Regions from separate parts of the Nothobranchius furzeri genome. Here region 2 is linked to region 1. Evidence: chromatin contacts called from public Hi-C data. All regions are on one chromosome and are shown on one strand. Each heading gives the region's core, a stretch centred on a gene start, on an enhancer-like site or on the middle of the called end of the contact. The rest is flanking DNA. Distances are from core to core; before and after follow the strand shown.

Region 1 (6,789 bases), core at 1,119-3,618:
ATTCTTTGTTCTTCACTGGTATCCTAAGGCCGAGGCTGTCGTCAGTCTTTGTCCATACAAGGCGTATGGGGAGTAATAGGGCCCGGTGGCTGCAGGTACTGGCACCGGAGCCCCGGGAGTGGGCAGAGGGCTCTTTGAATACGGGTGATACCGGCTGCTTAGTCCGAGGGGGTGATGGGGGCCCCTGAGGGCCAGCGTGCCGGGGCTGCCTGGGCTGCCGTTTGGAGGAATATGCATGTGGCAAGCCATAGCAGCGGCTGCTGCAGCGTTTGCAAGAGAAGTCGACCCTGGGTATCCAGTTATCAACTTCTCTGTGCCGGCGAAGGCCGTGTGAGTCCGCAAGTGTCCAAGGAGTTCCTCTGAGGACGCAAAGCGCTTATCACAAGGTCCGTTAGCAGACACCCAGTTGCACACGTGTGGCAGAGGGTCATTGGGCAACATAAAGCCATAAGGGTACAAAGGGTGTCCTGTAAAAGATGGGGCAGAAGAGTGAACGCTGTGCAATGGATGTGTTGGGTACATGAGTGGGTATCCGGATTTAAGAGCGTTGGCAGCTGCAACAGCGGCGGCAGAGTCGTGTGAGCAGTTGGCGCCAGACGCGCCGGTCAGATGGCTGGTGCAGTGGTAGCTCAGGCAGTAGGGGTCTCGACACAGACTAGCAGACATTAAGGACGGCGGGGATGCTCCAGCCAAAGGGCTTGTTCCGGCTTTACTGCACCCTAAAGAGCTGGCAGCAGCAAACTGGGCGCTTAAGAGCTGGTTGCTGGATTTGGTGGGGTCAAGGGTCATTCCAGGTGGGAGAAACGGCTGTGGGTAACCTGCATATGCACCTGCTAAACTTCCAGGGTAGGAAATACTAGCGGACGGCAAGGGGAAAACTGTATGGCCTGGCTTATATGGAGAGACAGGGGCCACCAGTCCAGAGCTGAGAACGGAGGCGGATGAGGTTACAGATGTGGAGTCGGATGTAACAGTCTTGGATCCAGATGTGTTTTCTTGGTGCTGGCTGCCATCAGAGGTAATTCCGTTAATCTTTTGGCTGCCACCGCTCTCTGTCGCGTTGCCTTTATTGCTATCAGAGTCCTTCTTTTCCTCCTTGTCCCCAGCCCTGCCTTCAGACGGCATAGGGGAAACTGAGGTGCAGGAGCTGGGGCTGCCTGTCCTGGGCGTGAACGGCTGGCAGGTGGCGCTAGGCACTCGGAAACTGGTTTTATCTCCATTGAGGCTGCTGCTCGAGTCCTTCTTCTCTGACGACTTCGAGTAAGGTTTAAAGCTGGATTTGTCCTCGGCTCCGATGTCGCTCATTTTCAGCGGTCCGGATTTTGTCTCCTTGTCACTAGATCCGTTTGAGGCCACAGAAGAGAGTTTGGAGGAGGACGGCGGGTCCGGTTTGCCAATCTGCGAGCATGTTTGAGCCAAAAGGGCCAGCGGACTCTTTTTGGCATCCAGCTGCAAAATAAAAAATCATGTTGAAATGTGTGAAGAATGTGAAACAATTCATTTATAACCATATAAGCTGTGAAACTGCATCGCATGTTTAGAAAGGTGACCGTTCCGCGCATTTTACGCACTGCGCATAAACTTATCTCAGGAAGAAACCGAAGCCCGATTTATTCAGTAAGACCGCTTGTGCAACACGAAAGCAAAATATAGACACGTATTTTCTGTTGTGTTATTAAGTAAAGTGAGTCCAAAGTTGGGATAAAAATAATCAGATAAAAGACAGCGGATGTTTTCTATGGAAAATTCAAAATAAATGAATTGATCCATAATTACGGAACTCTGACGGGAGGTTTTGTGAATATTTTGGTTAAAAAAAAAACAACAACAAAACTTTACATAATGCACGCGAGCGAAAATGTTATTTTCACCAAATCGCTTTGACGTTTACCTCGATGGGGCTGATGGGAGTGGAGGGTAATGGCTGGAGGTACTCCGGGTGTAAAATGTGTCCCGCCCGAGCCGTGAGCATTTTCAAAATCTTGATGGGAAGACGACTGGCTTGGCGAGAAGGGTCTGCAGGACAGACGGAGTTGTAAACGGACAGTTGGCTGATTTTCGCTGCTCCTTTCTCCCCCGAGGAGCCGCTCTCCCACGCCGGACTCGTGCTATTTCTCAAGACAGAGACCGTGGGCGATGCGCTCATGACCCAATTCTCGTAAAAATGGTTGGAAAATACATATGTCGAGTAAAAAAAACAACAACCCAACTACCAAACGTTTGGAGACTCGAGCCTTTTCCTGGAACAAAACAAAAGTAAAATCCTTAAAACCAGCGCGTGAGGAGTAGTCTGAATCCGTGCGCTTCGCAGCAGCGGTGCTTCATCCCCAGCGACGCTGTAACAGTGTGGCTTCAGGTCCGAGAGCGAACTCGCGTATCTCTGACAGGACGGATCACTCCGCCTCCTCTCCAGCGCCGTCTTGAATCAGTCCGCAGACGATCGCTTTCTCTGCGCCCTCCCAATCAGACGGAGATCCCAAAGTGATGGAGGCTCCAAGTAATGTGACGTTTCCACCTCACACATGGCGCCCGTTTCATTTTTCACTCAAATGAGCGCTTTTTAATTCGGAGATCTTTTTATCTGCGTATTTGCGCAATTTGGCAACTTTTACGCATGCGCTGCTGATGAGTCCTGTGTGCGTGTGTTTCGGGGGATTTCAGGACCACAATAACCGATTTAAACTGAACCGAACACAACGTGCATTAGAAATTGGAGCAATTTGATATATATTTTTACAACATTCATGTTAGATGACCCAAACATGCATGCCTGTTCCATATCTGATCAAACCTGAGGTTTCCTCGTATGAAACAGTGCATCTGATTGAATTCCATAAATAAATATTAAAATATGCGAAAAATCAGTGTCATAATAAAAAAACACACACACATTTGGTCCACGTTTCTCCAAACTCTGTCCTCTCAATCACACAACTGGCATACAGGACAGGATACTGACATATGCCAGCATATCTGTCAGCTGTCTGCTAGCTCCCCCTCCCTTCTTTCCTCTTTTCTGTCAGAATGAGGTCAAGTGAATCCACAAGAAGTGGTAAAAACCTGAGATTTCTCCTTCCTTTACTCGTCCATCATAATTTAGGCATGTCTGCCCTTTTAAAACACAAAACACATGTATTTAAGTCTATAAACAACAGCCATGCACTAAATAGTTTTATGTTTCAACTTAAAAATAAATAAATAAAATTCTACGTTTTCATTCACACAAAATCCTTTAATTTTCACCCCCAAAAGCGCGTAAAAACACTGCTGGAGCCATTAATCATTAAAGTTCCAGGTTTCTTCCCATCGAAGCAGACCCACTTATCTTATTACTCAATAGCCTATAAATGTCTTGCTGATCAAGCGAAAGTTAAACATATGCAAGTGTTTTTTGATTGATAACAGGGGTGCTGTTTTCGGCAACGGCTGTCAGGCTCTGACACAGCGCGCTGAGTTATTAGGGCAGAGAAGGGCGACCATAAATTTCGTCCGTCAGGCAAAAACTCCTTTATTGTGGACGTGATGGATGGCTCTCAGCAGCAGACACCAAATTCTCGGTTTTATCCTTAAATGGCTGCAGATTCTTTCTCTTTTTTTCCCCTCCAGGAGTAATTCATTACTTTTTAGACCAAAGCTCGGACTCTTCTCGCTTGCATTTCGCAGGAGTTTACGCAGCGCATGCAAACACAAGCAGATGCGATTACGCAGGAAGAGTCACGGGTTGCTCCGGAAATTTAGATGTCCAATTGAATAATTCATGCTCTCTTCATGTTAAAGTACATTTTAGGTCAGAATTAACCACAGATTAGGTGAGAAGGGCAGTAAAATTACTCCTGCAAAGTGTGTGCTTTTTTATTTTCCAATTTTACTTTGCAGATTAGAGGAGTTTTTGTTCCCCACAGCTTTTGTTGGTTCAACTGGACAAAGATAATGTAAAAATTGGGCATGCACAGTAATACTCTTGATGAATTACTTCATAAAATGTTAAAGGGTTTTCATTGCATTCATGTTTTCATCCCTGCTTGCTGCACTGTGCAAATTTCAGTCTCTTTTAAAAACAGATTAAATCGACATTTGCAACAATTTCTTCTTGAAACAAACTAATGTACAATCATGTAATTTAGCTCCAAAGGCCGATGGTTGCTACTGGGCTGTTTAGAAAAATGCATATATTAGCTAATATATCAGTCTGGTTTAAATTAGATTGCTTCAGCTTTTGTTTCTGTAACAGCAGCTAAACACATGATGAAGTGTGAAAGTAATGCTGTTGTGGACACTTTAAAGGTTGCATGCAGCACAGGAAGGGAGGTGGGGGTACACATCCCACCACTAAGGAAACCGTGGACCTGCTCCAGTCTAGGTGTCCCTCTGAAACAATCAGAATGTCAGGAAGGTGGGCGAAAAGTCTCCTGACATATAGGTTTCACAAGTGGATGGATGATAAATGCAGCATTATAATGTCAAGCAAATAGAATAAGAAATTCTCTGCAGGTGACATGAAAATTCACCCCCGTGGCAGGTGGCGCAGGGCGCGCCACGTCAGCAGCCAGACGGGCCGACTGGATCTGACAGGTAAAAAGGCGAGATGATGGTTAGAAGGTGCTATTGTTTCATGCCGCTTTCTTGACCTGTCAGGTCCTGGAACAGAAGCCTGGATCCAGGACCTCCTTGTCATATGAAAACAGTCTTAAAAGGCTGTTATCCCGACTATGGTGATTGCTCCTGTTTAATTGATTTGCTTTGCACTGAGGCCTGTCACATTAATAATGGTTAAGTACAGCCCCGGCGTGTCACCCACTGCGGTGCGTCTATCAGGAAATTAACAGCCTTAACTAACTGCTGTCTGTGAAGCAGGAGCTGCAGGATCACACCAGATGCAGCACTTTTCCATAAAGGTTTGAAACTCTGTTAGGTAACTTCATTTTCCTCATCATTTTTGTATGTCACCCTGGACAAATCCACCACTCATTCACCTATTCATATATGTCTGCACACATATGCATTTCCATCTCATTATGAACTAAAGTAAAACGGAGTGCCGCGCTTACAAGTGAGTGGTGCTGAGTGAATAAAACTCAGATTATGCTCCCAGCACTTCGCCGGAGCCCTTGACAGGTTGCACTAGACATGAAGTCATTCTGATATTTCCATGACTGACTGACAGCTTGAAATTGCTCCCATCACCTTGATAGCATGGTAATGCACCTTGCATGTGGACCGTCTTTAAAGTGCAGGAAATTAGACTCTGAGCTGAGAGTCCCCTTTCAACCAAATATGACAAGAAAATAGACTGCTTTTCTTCCGTGCCCGGAGAAGGGGGGAACAAGGCCCCACAGAAGCTGGTGAAGAATAAGCGGTTAGAGGCGAGTGTGTCAAGAAGTATTACAGATATTATGTGCTCAAGACAGGACATTTCAGATACTTAGAAGTCAAACCCATTCTCTTTGAATACCCCCTCCATCTGTGTCAAAGAGTGTAGTGCCGACTTCATTTGCAAAGAGCTCAAACTCAGAGGTGACACGCAGAACTTACAGTATCTTGCCGAAAGTCAGAAGACTCAGGCTCAGCTTGACGGCGAGACCTGGAAAACTTGAGGTGCAATCGGCGCCGGTGAAGGCTCTTTTTCACTTTGTCTCCTCAATTAGTTAAATCTGGTCAGGAGTGGGAAGTAAAGCCTGCAGAGATGATGTGCTGTCGACCACTTGCCATCAGGTGGGTGAGGATTCCCGGTGGGGTGGTAGTCATGCTGTAGAGAGGAGTTAGCCTCACCTGTTAGGCTTGGAACCGGTCCCTCGACTCAACCCGACAGCTGCCGTATTACCGGGTTAGAACTTTGTGGAAACTTCAAGAGGCTTATGTCACAGCTAATGCACCGCACTTGTCTTTAAGCCTCACAGAACAATCATTTCCATGTTTGCTGACATCAAAGTGTGGCTCCTGACTTGACTGTGCTCATTAGGGTTGCAGCTACAAATTATTTTGACTGTTTTCTGATTTGTTTGTCAGGAAGTGGGGAGAAATGTGATTATTTCCAACTGTTATCACAACAACCTGTTATTTACTCTGCAAGAACACAAAATGAACCCCAAGGAAACAAAGACATCCAGCATCACCTTTTAGCTTCAATATTCTGTTTTTCTTCTAATAAATAAATCAGCTAATTTTTAATCAGTTTGAGACACATCGTGTGGTGAGACTTAGTTTGAAACGCAATAGGTGTAAAAATCAATGTGACACACATGCAGCACCAGATGCTGATCCCTCACGTTTCCTTGTCTAGATTTAATTTCGGGAGCCTAAACCAGGGTGAAAACGTACAGGTAGCATGTTATGACGCTGAAAGCGCTGCGCAGGTCGGGATGAATGTCTTTGACGGGCAGATTATTCTGACTAAAGCAGGCCTAAAGAATGATCTTGTCACATTTCGCATGCGGGATTAGAGAAACACAGGGGGAGTGCTTCAGTTGGGAATTAGCGTCATGCGGTCGGCTGGAGACGAGCACGCAAGGTATTTGTCGAAGCAGGCTTGGACCGCTCCATTTGTCTGCTTAATGATCAAATACAGAGGTTGAGGGTTGCTTCTATCAATTTGGGATCGCTTTTTTTCTTTTCACCGTTACGAATTTTCGATTAGAACACCCAGAGATAAAGTAGACGCCAGCTAAATGTTGCCCACAGCAGAATCTTCTATATTTATGTCTGCATTTTTAAATAAAAACAAGCGTCTCAAGGCCATCAGCGTGAGCTTTTACCACGATGATTGAAAAGTGAGAGAGCAAGTGAGCTGAA
Region 2 (6,789 bases), core at 2,689-5,188, 130 kb after region 1:
ATGAATAATCAACAGGCTTCCCAAGCGAGCAGATGTTCGGGAGTCTTGCTGTTCTATCAGGCCTTTAATGTGAACAGGCACGAAACCAGATCAAATTAAACGACGTGAAGACAGACAGCTGCAACACATTTGGACTTCTCTGCTTTGCCTCTTTTTGCACTAATTAGAAGTTTATGTTAAAAAAACAAACATGAAATGCACAATTTTTCCTCTTTTTCTAATATGAGTTTTAGTGAGTTTAATAGAGCAACACAAAGAGAGAAGCTGAAATCATTTATTTGCTTTGAATTAATCTTAAAAGTAACAATGGAAACAGCTGCTTTGCAAAAAACAATAAATCCAGATCTTTTTTTGTCACTGGCTGTTTTGTAAGACATGTTCTTGAGGGACTTGACTCATGATCCCTTAGCTTCAACTATTTTCTCTAATTGCCTCTTAATTTCTTTGCTTTGCTCTTGATTATGGGGTGTAGCCAGCCTAATGAAGCACACATGAGCTGTTTACAACTCCCTGCATCTTTTCATGTTAACGTGGACAAGTACAGGGATAGTCAGACAGTTGTACGTTTATTTTAGCAGTTTCTTCGTTGAGAGCCTTTTAAACTTTGCAGCATACAGCAAGGCTCTCAAAGAATTTAGTAGATATAGAAAATCTCCTCCTTGTTGTTTTGAAATTCCCGTTTCTTGTATTCAAAGTGATCCCTCAAAGCAGGAAACGGTTGGATTGTACGCCGAAGGAGCGGTTGATGTTGTGTCTGGCCTCAGGAACTGTTAAATCGAGTGTTTTTCTCCAAACTTGTCACACATTTCAAGAACAATTAGAGAAAAAAAGTAAATTGTTCCCATGCACTTGGATTGCCATCCTCATGACATCTGCCACCGCAGCACGGATGATAGATTCCTCCTTCATTAGCCAGGGGTGTGGGATTACCCAGCGAGAACACATTAATCACCACTTTCTATGGCAGCCTGAATGCTCTGCGCTTTGTTAGGGAAAAAAACTTTTCTTTTTTCCCAACGTGTCACTCTTCTCTCGTGACAGGCCGCAATCAATCATCCTGACTGACAGTACTGATAGGTTACACTGTTTACACAATGTGTAATGAAAGATCATGTTACCCACCATTGTTGCTTCTGAGACAACTCTTTTGGACTGGATATGAATAGAGAGGGCGCTTTAGTACAAATCCACACAAGCTTGTTTGCTTTCTCTTTTTGTTTCCACAGAGTTTCCACTTTGTCCCTCTTTCACTCTCGCTTTCGCTCCACAAACACTCCACAAAACGTGGACTGACTGAGTAATGGCTTGGTAATACCCTGATATTTGACTTGTGTGTATGAAAATGGCATGGTAAAGTGATAAAATCGGTTTCTAAACTACAATTTTTATTGACCCTTGTAGTGATCCCTCTCAAATGTCTAAGAGGTAAAGTAAACAAATGGGCTTCAATCAAAACTTCTCTATCTTTTAACCTTTTTTTCAATAACAAAGTCTTTTATCGTAATGGTTGGGATAAACACAGCTTTGAAAATCACTAAAGGTTCTCTAAATCAAATTGTTTTGATATTTTGTTGAGAATTGATTCTGCTAAGCAGCTCTAATTTAGAAATGCTGCTCCATCCATTTTTTGTACAATTCAATGGAAAAGTCTTATGATAGCTACCATGATGGTTATATCTGAGATAAACAACACAGGGTTACTGGCACCGCATGGTACAACTTAACTCAACAGTAACATTCTTTTTCTCAAAAGAAGTGATGCCGTCAAAGGCATTGTTAGCTATAGCACTGATACAGAGAAGGAAATATAAATGGAAAAGAACATGAATTTAAAGAAGGGGAGCCCAAGTCTCCGCCCCTTCCGAACGACTCATGGGTCTCCTGAACGAAATAATAATAATGTAAGTGAATGAGACGATAAAAGTTATTTTCAGGTCTGCTTTGCCGTACGCCCTGTTTCACACATTTATTGTGCTTTAAATTAAATAAGTAATTATTTGTATTTTGGCTGTCTGTCACGTAATGTTACGATTTATTAGCTTGTAAAAATTCATAATTGAAATGACTTCAAATCAGATGTTGCATATGTGACATCACAGCAGAATCTCTTCCTCCGGGCGTAGCTGTTTCTTACCACATGACCAGATTCATACAGATTTTCTCCACCTTTATTGCTCCATCTTTTGAGAAGGATACAAAGCACGCTAAACTCACAGCCATTTTTATTCTCCTCTTCTTCCTGCCTGGTTTGATGATGTCATTTTTGTGAGACGAGCAGGTGTAGTCCACCATTTGTTTTCACACAAAACCTAAAATAACATTTGTTGTCCCGTCAAAAATAAGCACTTTCTTGGCTTGAAAATTTATTTAAAATTCACGAACATCATATGTGAAATCCATGACACACAACAAACTGGACCAGAAAATAACTTCACTGACAGGTTTGACAGGTTTCCTAACTTCTATTGCTCCATAGGCTCCCATTCATTTTTTTGGCAGTAGAAGTAGTTGGGCATGACCTAGGCTCCCCATAGTGTTAGCTGTGTGGAACAGATATCTGCTACAGGAAGTTCAGTTAACACCATCATAAAATTTCCCCCAAACAGTGAGTTTTTGATAAAGTTTTATGTTTGTGCAAATCTGTGAAATTAACGTTCATTTACAAAATATGGAGGTATTATTTCAGGGTATGTTTTGTTGACCACAGCGCCACCTAGACAAGTGGGTCCTCACAAACACCTGAGTTAAATAAACAGCCCACCTTAAATTAGAGTCTTTGCAGTTACAGATTTAGAAAGATGCATTGCACTCAGACTTTGCTGTAGTTTTACCTGTCAGATCAAAAATATTACTCTAACAGACATTTAAATGACTCATATAGAAATATGTCACTCTTTAGAGTTTTCTTCCTACAGGGCGTCAGATAAGCTGCATTATTTTACATCATCCAAGCACCAGTTGGTGTCTTATTATTATTATTTTTTATCTCTGAGACTCTTTTCAGAGAGTTTTATGCACCCAATCATTTGATACTGTAAAGTACCTGTTTGACCCACAAGAAGGTGTGATGCTTTATGTCCTTCCAGACAGACAGCAGTGGAGATTGGTTTTCAGAAATTTGATGAGGGGACATAAAAAGACGCTGAACTCACTGCCTTTGTCTTCCCAACATGCCCAATGTCACTTATTTCCCTGTCTTCAAGCAACTCAAAGAAGTCCAGACGCTTTTCTTTCAAAGCTCCTTAGACTACAATGACCTGGATGACTGAGAACCTTCACAGGCCTATTTCCCTGATTGTTTACATTTGCTAAATTAAACTAATCCAACCGACTTGAGAACGTTATTTTTATATTTAGGTCCTTTTATTGAAAAATCTGAAAAAGAACAGTGTAGCATCTGCTGTAACTGGTCCTCACAGTGGGCAGATTTGATTTTGGCACATAGTTACAAGACAAAAAGCGACAGTACGCGATGGAGAAGAGAGCTGTGGTGTAGACAGGAGTGATGCCAGCTCATTCCCACTCATGGGGCTGCAGGCACGCTCATCAATTCTTACCTATCATCCTTAGCACAACACACAGGCTCATCACAATTATCCCTCAAATACCCACAGTGCATTAAAATCCAAAGAAAAGCTGATCCCCCTTCTTTAACACATTTAATACTGTAACGAAACTCTCGTATCTATTGTGGAAATGGACTCCAAGGCAAGAAGTTTAGTTTAATTCTATGCAGAAATGGAGGATTAAATGTGTTTTGATGAAGTGGAAGATTATCAGTCTCTCTTCACCAGAGACCCCGCTCCTTCTTCTCTTGGGTGGTCTCTGTGGATGACTCTGTCTGTGCCTACATGCACTGCCATTGTGTTATACCAACAGAGCACAACAGCAAGACATACGCTGCTGAGGAGAGAGACACAAAACACACTCTGAAGCCTGAAGCCTTTGGCGTCTGCCTTGCTCCTTTAAAGAGGCTGTTAAATATGAGTCAGCTGTTGTGCTCAGGACTCCAACAACTGCTTTAATTCCTCTGCCCCCCTCCTCCTTTGCTTTAAAGGGGGCTTTGTGCCTGTAGGGCCCCCATCAGTTACCTGCTGACAGGCCGAGCATGACTGATGAGCTGCCCGAGGCGCTCCGGTATACTTTGTCAGCTGCTCATAATTTATACATCTTATCTGCGTCAGAACAAAAGACAGAACGTGGCTTTATGGAAATAAAAACAGAGACTTGTTTAGACTCCAGCATGTGGAGTGAAGCGGAGTGATCATGGTTGTTTCTCTTACACGTTGCCTCGTCTGTCTCTCTGCACTCCACACCCATTTTGTCTACCAACACCTTCGTGCATGCGTGTGCGTGTGTGTGTGTGTGTGTGTGTGTGTGTGTGTGTGTGTGTGTGTGTGTGTGTGCGTGCGTGCGTGTGCTGACCTGAAGTCTTTTGAGGTTGTTGCGGTTGTGTCTGCCTTTAGTTGGCAGGTGACAAAGACATGAAACACGGGTGTGTTTATACAAGGTCAGCTGTTTAATTTTCATGCAAAGCATTAAGTCAGAGACCAGCATGTGTGTACACAACGTGCTGGCTTAGGTTTCAGTCACTATTTTGATTTGGGAATGGTTAGTGATGGTCAAAAACATGCATTAGCAAGACCTGCGTCGGGACTCATGGTGAACAGGATATTGAGGTGGACCATGGAGAGAGAGATGATTTATCACTGCCGCTGCAGCTCTTCCCTGCAAGGCATGGATTTCTCTTCAAACGCTGTGCTTTGGTCTGTGATATTGAGAGTGATTCATTCACTGAGTCATCCTCCAGCACTTTGTCACATTCAAATTGTCTTGCCAGCTCTTTTTGTTTTGGTTTTCTCACGGCCTTGAACAAAATGTGGGATATGCTCTTACTTGCAGCATCTGCCAAAACACTACTCATCCTGCTTTTGTCTCGCCTTGGGTTTTTGTGGCCCCTTGGTAATGAGATACACAGAGTGCAACTATAATAGCCAGCCTGTGGTGTTATTGGTACAACAGGTCTAAAATAACCGAGAAATTCAAATGTGTTCAACTGCATGTTGCTAAAAGCACACTGTGATTGCATTCACAGGACTTTATTACAAGATGTTTTTTAACACAAACCTCACTCAGACAAGTTTGCTGGAGCACTCATAGATTGTGATTCAACCACATTTTCCTGATTCTTCTTTTTTTGTTGTGTTTTATCCGACAAGTTTAAGCGGTATACCTCCGTTTAGCTTTCTGGTTCAAAGCTGTTACCAGTCAAGTCAGCTGTGACTATCCAGCGGAGGAACAGGCAGATATCTAAAACCGTTCAGATGGTATCCGTGTCTTGGTGTGGTTTCTGTTTGTTCTCCTGGAGCGAGCCGGGCAGTGGATCATTTGCACCACAGTGACAAGTACATCATCATCCGCCTGTAACCTTAGCTTGGAGAGATGATGCGGGCTTTGTTCTCCGCCAAGCTCACTTGGGGATGTTTGGCAGTGTGCTGATAGATACGCTTATCCTAATGTCAGTGCACAGCACCATCCCTGATAACAGATTCTCTCAGTAGAATCCACCCAGCTTATCTCGCTGCGGTGCTGTTAGGCGGCGGCGGCCTCTCTGTGTGGGAAGAAGGCATGCAGACATTCTTTTATTTACAGAGCTACTTCAGCACATTTAGCATAAGACATGTTTGCTAAATTTCTTCTTTCTGAGGAACAATCATGAAGGAACTGTGTACCTGACTAATGCAACAGTGCTGATATAAGCGCAGACACACGTTTAATGTCCACAAAACAAACTTACAGGTGGAACACAAAATCCAATCTGTCAGTGATTACTTCAGCAGGTGCCCCCATTGTGGTCTCCCAAAACACTCTGTTTAGAGTATGTTGTTTTAGTTAAAAGTTCTGCTGCGTATGTTGCCGTTTTGTTCTTTGAACTCATTTGTAATGCATTAGAAGCTGATGAAAATGTAGATTTTTTATTTAATGTGGAGCATCTGTCCTGCAGTGGAGGATAAGGGTTCGTGCTGAAGCAGTGAAAGGGGAAAGGGGGCTTTAAGCGGAACAGAGCATCCTGCTCAGCTCCGCTCAGCAGTCGGCTGATGAGCCTGTAGGAGATAACTCTGTCTGCATAGCACAACCAGGAGATGAGACAGGAGGCCTTCGAGGGCTTGGGGTTGGGGATGAGTGGGGTGCAGACCTGGGAACGCCAGCTGCCAGACAGCTCACCACATGCAACACATGTCTATCAGCACCTACTGTTCCACTATGCACCATTAAGATGACAGAAAGGTCCATATCCTGTGCAGGGATGATAGATATGTCATATCTCTGAAAACCCTGTTTGTCTTCCACAGGTGTATGGGCCCTTTTTTTTCTCTGCGAGCAGACAGCACACACGGTACTTTTCGACACTCTTTCGCTGATAGCGATTCGGCATGCAGACGGTATCAAAGGGGAGATCTTTCCCATGCAATTATGGCAGAAAATAAAGGCGATGAGGTGTGCGGCACAAAGAAAAGCAAATGATCAAAAGGCGTGGAATGAAAGCTGATTACGTAAAAGGCTAAATGTTTCACGCACTGAACGTGTTGATGTGAAAGAGTGGGAAAGCAAGGCAATAATGCTTTTTTAATTTATGTGTGACCTAATAATAAGTAAGTTTAAGCTAATGTAATACCAGAAAGCTTTTTTTTTATTTACATTTTCATCTAATTCATAACATTGCTTGGGTGAATGACTATTATGTTGTAAGGTGCTTTGGGGGGTTCTAGGACTCTAGAGGGTCATTAA

The links. A called contact is a pair of places that touch in the nucleus more often than the background predicts.
Region 2: a Hi-C map of skeletal muscle shows a contact between it and region 1, with 6 times the contacts expected there. The contact joins the enhancer-like site here to the promoter of LOC107387550 in region 1. A contact is called at or near these places in 2 of 2 Hi-C or Micro-C datasets (skeletal muscle and tail fin).

Annotation. Positions count from the first base shown.
Region 1 is chr16:40,263,004-40,269,792 of NfurGRZ-RIMD1, forward strand. LOC107387550 (zinc finger protein 503) reads right to left here and starts at 2,369. Exons shown (of 2, transcript XM_015962566.3): 1 at 1,892-2,369; 2 at 1-1,449. The coding sequence starts at 2,146. The coding sequence ends at 13.
Region 2 is chr16:40,396,228-40,403,016 of NfurGRZ-RIMD1, forward strand. No RefSeq gene overlaps it. Among protein-coding and RNA genes, the nearest start is that of LOC107387550, 130 kb to the left of the region's middle. Within about 2 kb of position 3,939, at least 1 of the 3 cell types and tissues checked has an H3K27ac peak or open chromatin away from gene starts, as enhancers often do. A contact at or near this core is called in tail fin, where this site is marked.